Regions from separate parts of the Zea mays genome. Here region 2 is linked to region 1. Evidence: chromatin contacts called from public Hi-C data. All regions are on one chromosome and are shown on one strand. The core of a region is the stretch at or near the end of the contact, and the rest is flanking DNA. Distances in the headings are between cores, read along the strand shown.

The links. Hi-C and Micro-C count contacts between places; a contact is called where the count stands out from the background.
Region 2: a Hi-C map of an unstated tissue shows a contact between it and region 1, with 2.9 times the contacts expected there. The contact joins the promoter of LOC103648407 here to the promoter of LOC100381631 in region 1. A contact is called at or near these places in 2 of 25 Hi-C or Micro-C datasets (bundle sheath and an unstated tissue).

Annotation. Positions count from the first base shown.
Region 1 is chr2:11,569,221-11,574,835 of Zm-B73-REFERENCE-NAM-5.0, forward strand. It overlaps LOC100381631, which reads right to left and starts at 2,467. Exons shown (of 9, transcript NM_001174448.1): 1 at 2,282-2,467; 2 at 1,577-1,647; 3 at 1,314-1,494; 4 at 989-1,065; 5 at 652-889; 6 at 480-547; 7 at 1-315. The coding sequence starts at 1,642.
Region 2 is chr2:11,811,430-11,817,044 of Zm-B73-REFERENCE-NAM-5.0, forward strand. LOC103648407 reads right to left here and starts at 2,118. Exons shown (of 3, transcript XM_020548143.1): 1 at 1,573-2,118. The coding sequence starts at 1,863.

The sequences.
Region 1 (5,615 bases), core at 1,217-3,716:
AGTGTAGGATTTTATTACATAAAATCTGGCATCCTTGTACTCAGTCACAAAACCAGGGTGGTTGTATTTATCAGAATCAGCTATTGGCAAGACATTCTTATTTTTGTCTTCGGTTGAAGAGCTCCCCACTTCTTTCCTTGTTTTGGTGGCCCTTGGGCCACGGCATTGCTCATTCAGAAAGTCAGGAGAGCACTTCTCATCCTTGAAGGTACCGAATTTGCAACTAGCAGTGCTCCAACTTTGTGTACTGCCTCCAAATTTACCACCTTGCTGGAATGCCTTGTGTGATCCAGAATTAGACATGGACTCCTGATGCTAAAAGAATGCATGCCATCAGTTCCAAAACAACAAAACTGGCATGGAAAGTGCAGGGGAAGTATAATTAAAAATCCATCTAGTTATAGAACCATGTTTGGATCATAGTCACTGATATATCAATTCACAAGAACATGCTAGAATGCAATTAAATGACCACATACCATTCTAGAAGTCAGGGGTATGTTTCCTTGCCCAAAAAATCCAGGAAAACTACTCGGTTGCATTGGAACTGCAACAAATTTCCAAAATGGAATGGGAATTATACAGTAAAAGAAATCAAATTTCATATATACTATAAACAGCCACAAAGGTATCGACAAAATGAATTCTTACCTCCGTTAAAAGAACCAAAAGGCTGATAGAAGCTAGGAGTCACTGAGTAATGAACTTCGTCAGGACTGTAATACTGGTGCATAGGATAAAATTGAGATATTCCAGTACCAGGACTTGAATATCTCATGTTTGGAGAAGCAGGTGGCTGGTAGCAAGGCCTTGACAAGGGGCAGAGCAAAGAGAAATATGTATGGCTATCTCCAATGGCTGACAAAGGGGAATAAGCTCCATACGTCACCTGTGAAATGTTTGCATATTGAGGAGATACATGAGTAACTAGTTTTGCAGTAAAATCACTTCAGTAAACATGTTCAAGAAAATTAAGAAACAGGTTTACAGGGTATGCAGCATCAAGTCCCTCTGCACTCACAGCATATGGGTATCCCTCCCATTGATCCAAATGGTTCGAGTATCCTGTAGATGAAGTCATGAAAGCAAAAGCTTAGATCAAGTCAAGCAGAAAAAACTATCATGGGGGCTAAATAATAGGTAATTCTTATAGACGTAAATGCATGAATTTGTCTTTTATTGGGGGGGGGGGGGGGGGGGGGGGGGCAGATTATAGTCAGACCATATTATGCAGCATTAGTGCATTCTATCTTGTGCAACAATGTACAGGTAGGTGTAAGCATCAACACAGAGAAACAAAAAAGAAGTCTAACCTCCAGAAAAGGGTGTGTGTGGCTGAGAAACATACACATTGGGCTGGTAGCCCAACTGTTGTTCTCCACCTTTACCCTTACCCATAAAGCTAGCTTCCTCTTGAACACCTTTTGGTGACATTAAGGAGCCTGCACCTTGGACGACAGTGGTAGATGTGCTTTCATCTTTTGTCAAAAGAAGCTGACAGACAAGAAACATATCAAACTTCATGTTTGGCAAAGACGAAGAAAACAAGGAACCAGCATTACTGTACTACTATAACCTCTTCGGCACCCACACTTGTGGAATGCTTGTTCTCAACTACAGTCTGTGGTTCCGATGGCACCATATGACCTGACGAAAAGGAACAGCCATGTGTAAGTTGAGTGAGCAGTATAAGGTGCATTGTGATGAGCGCAAAGTAAACCAATAATAGGATTAGGATGCCACTAACATGCCAAACCACGCACGAACTGGTTAAAGAAGTTCTCATGATACTGAATAAATAAACAAATACGGGTTCCGATTTCATGTGCATAGGACATCGGCGACGAGCTCCCGTTATACGCCGTGCAGTAAAACAATGCCGGTTCTTCAGGGAAGACAGAAGAGCACTTGAACACAGGGACACACACACCATGAAGCGACGACACCTATGTATGGCCGAAGTTTCACAAGTCCTAGACATTTGCTCAAACACAAATGATCAAATGCCCTGGCGGCGAAGCATCTGGAGTAGTACACAGGAACTCCCGTCCCGTCCCGTCCCTTGAAAGCTGATGGCAGGCGAACTTCACGTCGGGCATGGGGGTTCGAGTTCGACGACTGAACTCGAACCCCTCCGGAATTTCGGACAAATAAGCTACCGCTTAGCACTCCGCCAAACGAACAATCCGGCACGAACTGAGCGGAACCAAGCGTCCATCGGACAGAGTAGCGTTTGGAGTTGAGAGATCACGGCGGGCAAACAGAAGAGACCTCTCCTTACCAGCGAAAGGAGAGCCCAGTCCAGTCCTCCAGGTCCAGACGGATACCGTCTCCAGCAGAAGCGGAAGCGGAAGGAAGAGGACGCCTGCGAGAGCAGTGAGTGAGAGCTGGAGCTCTGCGGCGGCGGGAGGCGTGGTCGGCGAGCGGCGGGGCGGTGCTGCGGTGGCGAGAGCCCAGCCGATGCAGGAGTTGGGGACGGGAGCGGAACGAGGCGAGGGAGAGTGGGAGACCGGAGACGGGGGTTTTGCGAGTGGTCTCTGAACGAGTACTGAACTCGTGGGTGGCCCGTGGCCGAGTAGAAAAAAAGGTGGCTGCAGACAGTTTTGCGTGATTCTTCATGTTTATTAAACGTAGGATCGGACGGGCTGGAGAGATGGCATCCTGGATGTCATTTTATTAGCCACCCAAATTAGGTCCAATCTAGTACGTATGCTGGTGGGTTAAATCCCGGTCGAAACCAACGATTGAAACGCTGGATTTTTTTTCTTCTTCTTCTAGCGCGGCTAAATCCTTGGTAATTGAACTGGACGTGTTCTGTTGAATTCATTCGTACGTTCTTAGTAATTGAACCATACGTGGAGAAGTTGTGCGAATCTCATCTCATCTCATGCACGAGTCCCATGTGAAAAAGCCCTCAGGCAAAAGATGTGCGCGACTGCTCGGCAACGGTCACTCATTCGTGGCCTTGCTCGGTCCTTTTGTCACTTTCACCTTTCTCCAAACCATCTCGGGTTCTCGACAAGGCGACGTACGTACGTACGTGCTGACGCGGACCCTCATTCTTGGGAAGAAAGTTTGGGTTGGGAGCTCAAAAGCGAGCAGGCTTCGCATCGCATGTGCTCGCTGAGCCAGAGCGCAGGGAACGCGCGCGTATACGCGGTTTCCTCGCGACGTAGAGAACAAATCGAGCGCTGGGGTGCTGCCTGCACTTGGTTGATTAGAGATTAAGGCAGCCAAGGTGGAAACCTTTGCTTAGCTGTGACTCGTCGTCGTCCTTGGGACCTTGACTATAGATATGGAGAGAGGAGAGACCTCTGCCCGCGTTGTGGCCAGTGGTGAGAGCAACTTCACTAGTTACGTGCTCTAAAAGACTTTCTAAATCAATAATTTAGATAACTCTTTTTCTCTAATATAAAAATTTCTCTCCAACATTTCTCTAAATAAAGTTATTAAATTTAGTAATTTCTCATCTAACCTCCTCATTATTTTCTCTACATCTGAGGCGGGCCACGACGGAGACGAGGCGGCGGAGTGACACATTGAGCCAGTGCGGGAGCCGGGAGCACTCGCGTCGTCGCGCGGCGTAGGCCCGATACACGATCGTGCGGCCGCGGCGCGTGTACGGTTCCGGGCTTCTGGCAGCTTCTGGCCACCAAAAGCTGCTGCGGACTGCCAAACGCTCAGCATTTCAGCCAGCTTCTATAAAATTCGTTGGGGCAAAAACCATCCAAAATCAACATAAACACATAATCGGTTGAGTCGCTGTAATAGTAGGAATCCGTCACTTTCTAGATCCTGAGCCCTATGAATAACTTTATCTTTCTCCACACGTAATCGTAATGATACTCAGATTCTTCCCACAGACAGATTTTCAAAATAACGGTTCAGAAAAAAAACTGAACCAAACAGGCCCGATGACAGACCGCGGTGCGGAGAGTGGGATACCGGCCGCGATCGCTGCTCTGTGGTCTGTGCAGAATGCCACTAGGCCACCGGTGCCGTTTCAGCTGCGACCGCACCGCACCCAATTTCAGACACAAAAAGCTTTGACAAGGTGAAGCTGCAACGTCAACTAGATACAGGTTAGCGTTGGGCAGAATACTGACGCCTGCTCAGCTTGCCATCTGAAAACATCATGAAATTCTGCTCATGCAATGGCAGAAATTCCACAAGGGGCTTGCGACTGTGTGATACTGTATAATCAAACTACAAAAACTGCACTGCAGCTAATATAGCAAGCGCAACTCTGCGGCAGCACAGCATATGACAGCAACCGCAGTGAAAGGAGTTTGCACGGGGTGGAGCTTCTGTGTGTTTGGTTTCTTAGATGTACGCGTCCAGGTCCGTGGCATCCATTGACCGAGAAAGTGCACCCGTTTGGTTGACTGTGTGATGGAGCTCTAAACTGCACACGCGGATAAAAAAAAGCCATTTTAGAAGACATGGGTTGCATCCGCGGAGATTAGACCAGGTCCCGTATCCCACCATGCAGGCTTGGACGAGGCTGTACGTTTGCATCGGGGGAACCAAACACATGGCTTGTGGTCTGCATCATCGGCATCCATGCTGGTTGGAGGATGAGCACAAACTCTTACCTGGTATTTGGTTTAAGGAATAAGTTAGTCCAACATCTTCTCGCTACTTACTTTTTTTGTTTGGTTTGTGGAATAGAATTATTTGATCCATCAGTCTCTCATTCATTATAGTTGGTTTATAATAACACGAAGAATGAGGTCATTTCACTAAATTTGAGAAATGGACTCATGATGCACTACTTTGTCTTGAATAGAGTGGTTCTCAAACCAATGCAAACACATCCTTAGTCGTGCTCTCATGTCTGGCCTCAGCTTGCCGTCACAACTATAAAAAAATTATCATAAACTATACGCTTTTAGAAAGTTGCATACTATATTTTTAGCAGCAGAAGCCTTTTCTATTGGACCAAACATAGCCTAGAGCTGGTTTTAAATTGCAAGTCATTTTTAGCCGAGTTTAAATTATAAGTCATTCATAGTTTTCACCCAAGTTAAACTTTGTAGCCTTTCACCAAAGTTGTATAAATTGTATAAGCACTACAACATCAGAACTAGATTAATGGCATGTTTCTATTGCACCAAACATAGGCTATAGTTGGTTTTAAATTGCAAGACATTTTTAACCGAGTTTAAATTATAAGTCATTTATAGTTTTCACCCAAGTTAAACTTTGTAGACTTTGACCAAAGTTGTATAAAATGTATAATCACTGCAACATCAAACTAGATTAATGGCATGTTTGGATCTATATTACTCTAATCTTAGAGCTCTAAAAGTTATAGATCACTTTAGCCTATTTTTTGTTGGATTAATGTGGGCCTGACCTAAATTAATATTCAATAATAGTCAATGCCAAAGGCACACTTTAATACTACGGTGTACTAATACTTCAGTACAATATCGAAAGTTCAAGGGACAAATCGATCAACTTAAATAGGTGGATCATTGATGCATCTATTGAGAAGTTGAGAAAAGCATGAAGGACTGCCACACACGCGCGCGTCGCTGGTCAGGCCAGGCCATGGCCGTGGCTCATGGTAGATCGGACATTGGTCCGAATATTCCTTCCTAACAGTTGTA
Region 2 (5,615 bases), core at 868-3,367, 240 kb after region 1:
AAAAATTGTAGAAGCTTTCTTCTAATATATATGTATAGTAGCTTATGCCAAACAAAAGTTGAATACTAAGAAAGGCTAACATAATTTATGTTCCATGCATGATAAAAAAAAGAGTTCCTAACAATATTATAATAATTCATAGGAACTATTACTGGTTAGAGTGTCCTGAGTTTCTAACAAAAAGGAAAATAAATATAGAAACACACTCTATTCCCCCCTCAGGCCGGGGGCCTAAAGCCACATAAGAATAGCAGTTTATATATGTTATGTTATTGATTTATCAATTAATGTATAATGGACACTAGTGTTCCAACTCGACCACTGAAGTGACACCCCTAAACCCTAATCGACCTTACTCCTCCATGAACACCATCATGCATCTACAATTTGTTCTGGTGCTCCTCCAAGATTCAGTCACAGATCCAATAGAAAATGCATATGGTGTGCAAATAGGTTGCTAAGTTAAAATACATGAGTTATTAGTTGCACTCCGCTTTCACTACCAGCCCTGTTCGGATGATCTAAAATAAGTTGCTAACTGTTAAAAAGGTATTGCCTCCATCCTTTTATATTTGACGCCAAATAGTACAAAATTAAACTAAAAACGTCAAATAAAAATGGAGGGAGTATTAGCTTGTTTCCCCTCTTGCCGTTGCAGATGATAAAAGTTTAGTCGTTGATCCAAATGCGAGGCCTAACGTGGTCTCTCAGTGACAAGTTTTGTGATCCCTGTTTGGATCCATCTGACACTGTCGGCTAATTTTAGCACCTTGTACTCCAAGGGATGAATAATAAATTGGTTAATTATTAGCCGGAAGGCTGACAAATTGTTTGCCTATTAGACATTAGAACTTGCTAATATGTGCTAATAGATTAAAAAAATAAAAAGACATATGTGCCTAGACTCCAAACATACCTGACTAATTGTTTGCCAACTAAGTATTTGTTGGCTAATTGTTAATCACTGAAAAACAAGAAGATCCAAACAAACAATTAGCCAAGAAGATCCCAACAGTGAGCCTTACTATAACTGGTCCCAAAACTCAATCTGCAAGTTACCTACTTTTCCATAAGAACCATAGCAACCAATAAGGGTTTGTTCGGTTATTCCTACGTCACATGGATTGGACGGGATTGGAAAATTTTAGTAGACATTTTGACTTACTATGGATTTGAACCCGCTCAATCCCCTCCAATCCACATGGATTGAGATGAAACCGAACAAGCCCTAACATGGATGTTGCTCAGCAAAAGCGCACGGTAGTTCCTGGCCGACAAGACCCAATTTGAGGAAGCATGCACAAGGTTCGTGTAATAGGCTAATAGCATCGATACCTGGAGGAGACGGGTCCTACATTATGCAGCTTCAGCCCACCTAATTGGGCCTATAAATGAACCAAACATTGACTCCAGCTATGAGCTACCCCATAAAACACAATCCACCTCAACCGATTAAATTAAGCTGGTCTGTAAATGCAAGATCAATTTTCAGGCCCGCTCCGATAGTGTAATCCCACCAGCAGTCCCGTGCGCGAGAAGAGAGTAGGGCGAATGGGCGAATGCAAAGCACACCTGGAGAAGAAGCTTTACGACGTTCGCCTCCTCACCGCCGGTTGCCGGCGGTCCGTTCGAAGCTTGGTGATTGGATGGCCGATTCGCCGAGCATCGCCATCCAGAGCTCTCGACGCTAGCTTTCGTGCCCCATGCGGCGGCTATAGTAGCCCACGCGAACAAATTCGACGTGCTCCGAACCACCAGCCCCTCGAGACCTCCAACACTCGCGCCGCGGCCGCCACGCACTGGCAGACGTGCCTGGCGGGAGGCGAAGGGGAGGAGAACGACGAGACTGGGCGGGCTTTGCATTCGCCGCTCGCCGTGGTTACCCGTCGTCGACTCCTCCCCACGCACACGCCCGCATCGCGCATGCTCCCGCTTCCACGCGTACGGGTACGACACCGCGGCGACCGACTGGTCCAGCGAGGCTCGACCGCTCGAGGCGTCCACCTCCAACTCCAAGTCGCCGGCAGACGGCCTCCAGGAGGTTCGAGAGGCGGTTTCTGTGGCGTTGGCGCTGTGAAGGTACCGTGGCCGGTTAAACTGCGGCCTAATTGGGCTAACGGGTCCTCATGTGTTCTCTTTTTTGGAAAAAAACATAGTGGGTTCAGGGTCTGTTTGGTTGGGCTGTGGCTGTGAAAAAAGTTGCTGTGGGCTGTGAGCTGTGGAAAAAGCTGCTGTAGGCTGTAAGCTGTTAAAAAGCTAAAAACCGTTTGGTGGAAACCACTAAAAGTCATTAAAAATTCTTCGATATATGTTTTCACAGTTCCATCCAAAAAGCCACTAAAAGCAGGTCCAGGGGTGCTTTTAGATTTGCACTACGAGAAAGTCGGCTTTTAGAAAAAGTTGTTTCCTGGATCCAACCCTTTGGTTGGCTTTTGGCTTTTAGGGGGGCAAAAGCCAAAGCCAAAAGTCAAACCAAACACACCCTCAATTATGCGCCAAGCACCTCGAATGTTCTCTTTTTCTGAAAAAAAAATATTGACATGCTCTCGAAGTCCAAGGAGCTTTCAAGTTCCATCATGAAACATCCCATCGGTCGTACAGTGTGCTTGTGCAGCTGTGCAAGACGTGGCATGAGCTACCCATGCGGATGAGGGGAACGCCACGCGTGCGCATCAACCTTACCACATGTACGGGCTACGGCAACGCAGTACAAGGACGAGGTATGCACTTTGTCAGTTTGTCTGCTCCATCGATATAAAAAAAGTAAAAGAATTATTCCCTCCGTTCAAGATAAAACATTTATATTCTCAGAGTTAGAGTCGGTTTGTTTAAATTATAATCTGTCTAGGTTTTATATAACTTATTTCAAACTAAGTATTAATTGAAAATACTTAGTTTAAAATAAATTAGATTATATAATCCGAAAATAGATTATAATATCAAATAAATTGCATTTTGGTTTTCTAAACGCATAAATTGCATTTTGGAACATCAAACTTGTTTATTTATGTCATTACAATCTCTAATCTCACAAAATTACAAGTTAATCACCTGTTTAGATCCTCGATCTATATTTGGGTCTTAGAGCCATGAAGAAGCGAACGGAGATTGAGTAACTAATAGGTGATTAACGAGTAGCAATTTAGGGACTGAAATGATATAGCTACATAATTTTAAGGGTCAAAATGGATAGTTTACTAGTTTAGAGACAAAAATAATGTGGATGGATAGGTTGGAGAATTAAATAAATGATGTATATGTTGTGGGGAGAATCTAAGTATTGTGAAGATTACGTGCGGAGTAAGATAAATGGGTCTATAGGGTTTATGATCTAGAAAGTGACGGGTTCCTACTTTCGTGAGACTTGGTCAATTCTATGCGTTCAGATTGAGATTGGATGGTTTTCACAAAAGCGATCCACACAAAAAAACAGGCTGAAAAGCTATACATTTGACAGTCTGCAACAGCCAATGTTTAAAATAGCTGGATATAGTTGTTGCAGAAGGTTGGGATAAGATAATCACATTTTAGCGCTAAACGGAGAGAACCGCTAATAGCGGACATTAGCCCGCTAAAACAGCTAAACACTACATCATTTAGCCCGCTAAAGGAGTTGTTGTGCGTTGTGGGCCAAATGAAATTTAGGCCCAAAACAAAATAACATGTCGACACATGCCCAGTTGCTCCCGTTGCTAACCTTAGTCGTCGCTTGTGTCACAGTCACACTCACAACTCCCGTTGCTCCTCTCCTCGCCCTCTGTCCAGCAGCAGCAGCCACCGAGGGACGCCGGCGTAGGGCAGCGGCGTGTACGCGTGGTCGAGACTCGAGACGCCCTGGCGTGTACGCGTGTACGCGTGGGCCGACGCTGCTCCTCCTGGCGCACGAGGACGCTGCTGCTCCTGACGCACGAGGACATTGCTGCTCTGTTCGGCTCTAGTCTCCACTGTTTGATGAGTACCGGAGAGCGCTCTGCGGCATCGTGAGCGGGTTAGCTTTGCATTGCAACTCAATTTTAGGTTCAGCCATAGATTGGTTTAGCTCGATCGATCGGTATCTGACGGTGGTGGCTGAGTTTGCAGCTGCGTTCCCGGCTGGGCGTACAAGGACTATAATTTCTGGTTCTGAAGTCTGAACCACCTATTGTATTTTTTTCTTTGGTTATTAGTTTATTACATAAAGAATGCTACTCGATTGTTCTATGTTCTGAAAATCGCTAAAACATTTAGCTGCGGCGATATCCGGATATATCCTTTTCTAGCTGTTAAAAAGGCCGGGGTAAATGCCTTAGCCCGCTATTTTAAACACTGGCAGCACCGCAGCAACTATTGGTGGCGAAAAGCTAGAAATAAGCCGAAACAAACACACAAAGAAGGGATGTTGTCCAAGCCTATACAGTGAAGGCAGGATCATTCATCGATAACTATTGGCAGGTTCTGATTATGACATCACATCATTGTCACTTTATGTTATATTCAACATCTCTCCCATCACACCCCCTATTCCAAACTCCCCCCTATAAATCGTATTATTGATAGTCGCCTAGAGGGGGCGTGAATAGGGCGAAACTGAAATTTACAAATATAAACACAACTACAAGCCGGGTTAGCGTTAGAAATAAAAACGAGTCCGCGAGAGAGGGTGCAAGACAAATCTCAAGCAAATAAGGAGTGTGACACAAGGATTTGTTTTACCGAGGTTCGGTTTTCGCAAACCTACTCCCCGTTGAGGTGGTCACAAAGACCGGGTCTCTTTCAACCATTTCCCTCTCTCAAACGGTCCCTCCGACCGAGTGAGCTTCTCTTCTCAAATCAAAACCGGGAACAAAACTTCCCTGCAAGGGCCACCACACAATTGGTGCATCTTGCCTTGATTACAATGGAGTTTTGATCACAAGAACAAGTGAGAAAGAAAAGAAGCAATCCAAGCGCAAGAGCTCAAAAGAACACGGCAAATCTCTCTCGCTAATCACTAAAGCCTTGTGTGGAATTGGAGAGGATTTGATCTCTTTGTTGTGTCTAGAATTGAATGCCTAGCTCTTGTAAGTGGTTGAGAAGTGGAAAACTTGGATGCAATGAATGGTGGGTGGTTGGGGGTATTTATAGCCCCAACCACCAAACTAGCCGTTTGGTGGGGCTGACTGTCGTATGGTGCACCGGTGCGCCAGCCACGTCACCAAAGCCGTTGGGTTCCGACCGTTGGAGCTCTGTCTTCTGGGCCCGCCTGGATGTCCGGTGGCGCACCGGACATGTACTGTAGAGTGTCCGGTGCGCCAGCATGGGCGTGCCTGACTTCTGCGCGCGCTGGCACGCATTTAATGCACTTGCAGGTAGCCGTTGGCGCCGAAATAGCCGTTGCCCCGTAGTTACACCGGACAGTCCGGTGTACACCGGACATGTCCGGTGAATTATAGCGGAGCAGCCGTCGCGAATTCCCGAGGCGGCCAAGTTCCGGAGCCGCGTCCTCTTGGAGCACCGGACACTGTCCGGTGTACACCGGACAGTCCGGTGAATTATAGCGCGCCGGCTCCGAAAATTCTCGAGGCTGAAGAGTTCAGCGCGAAGTCCTCTGGCGCACCGGACACTGTCCGGTGGCACACTGGACAGTCCGGTGCGCC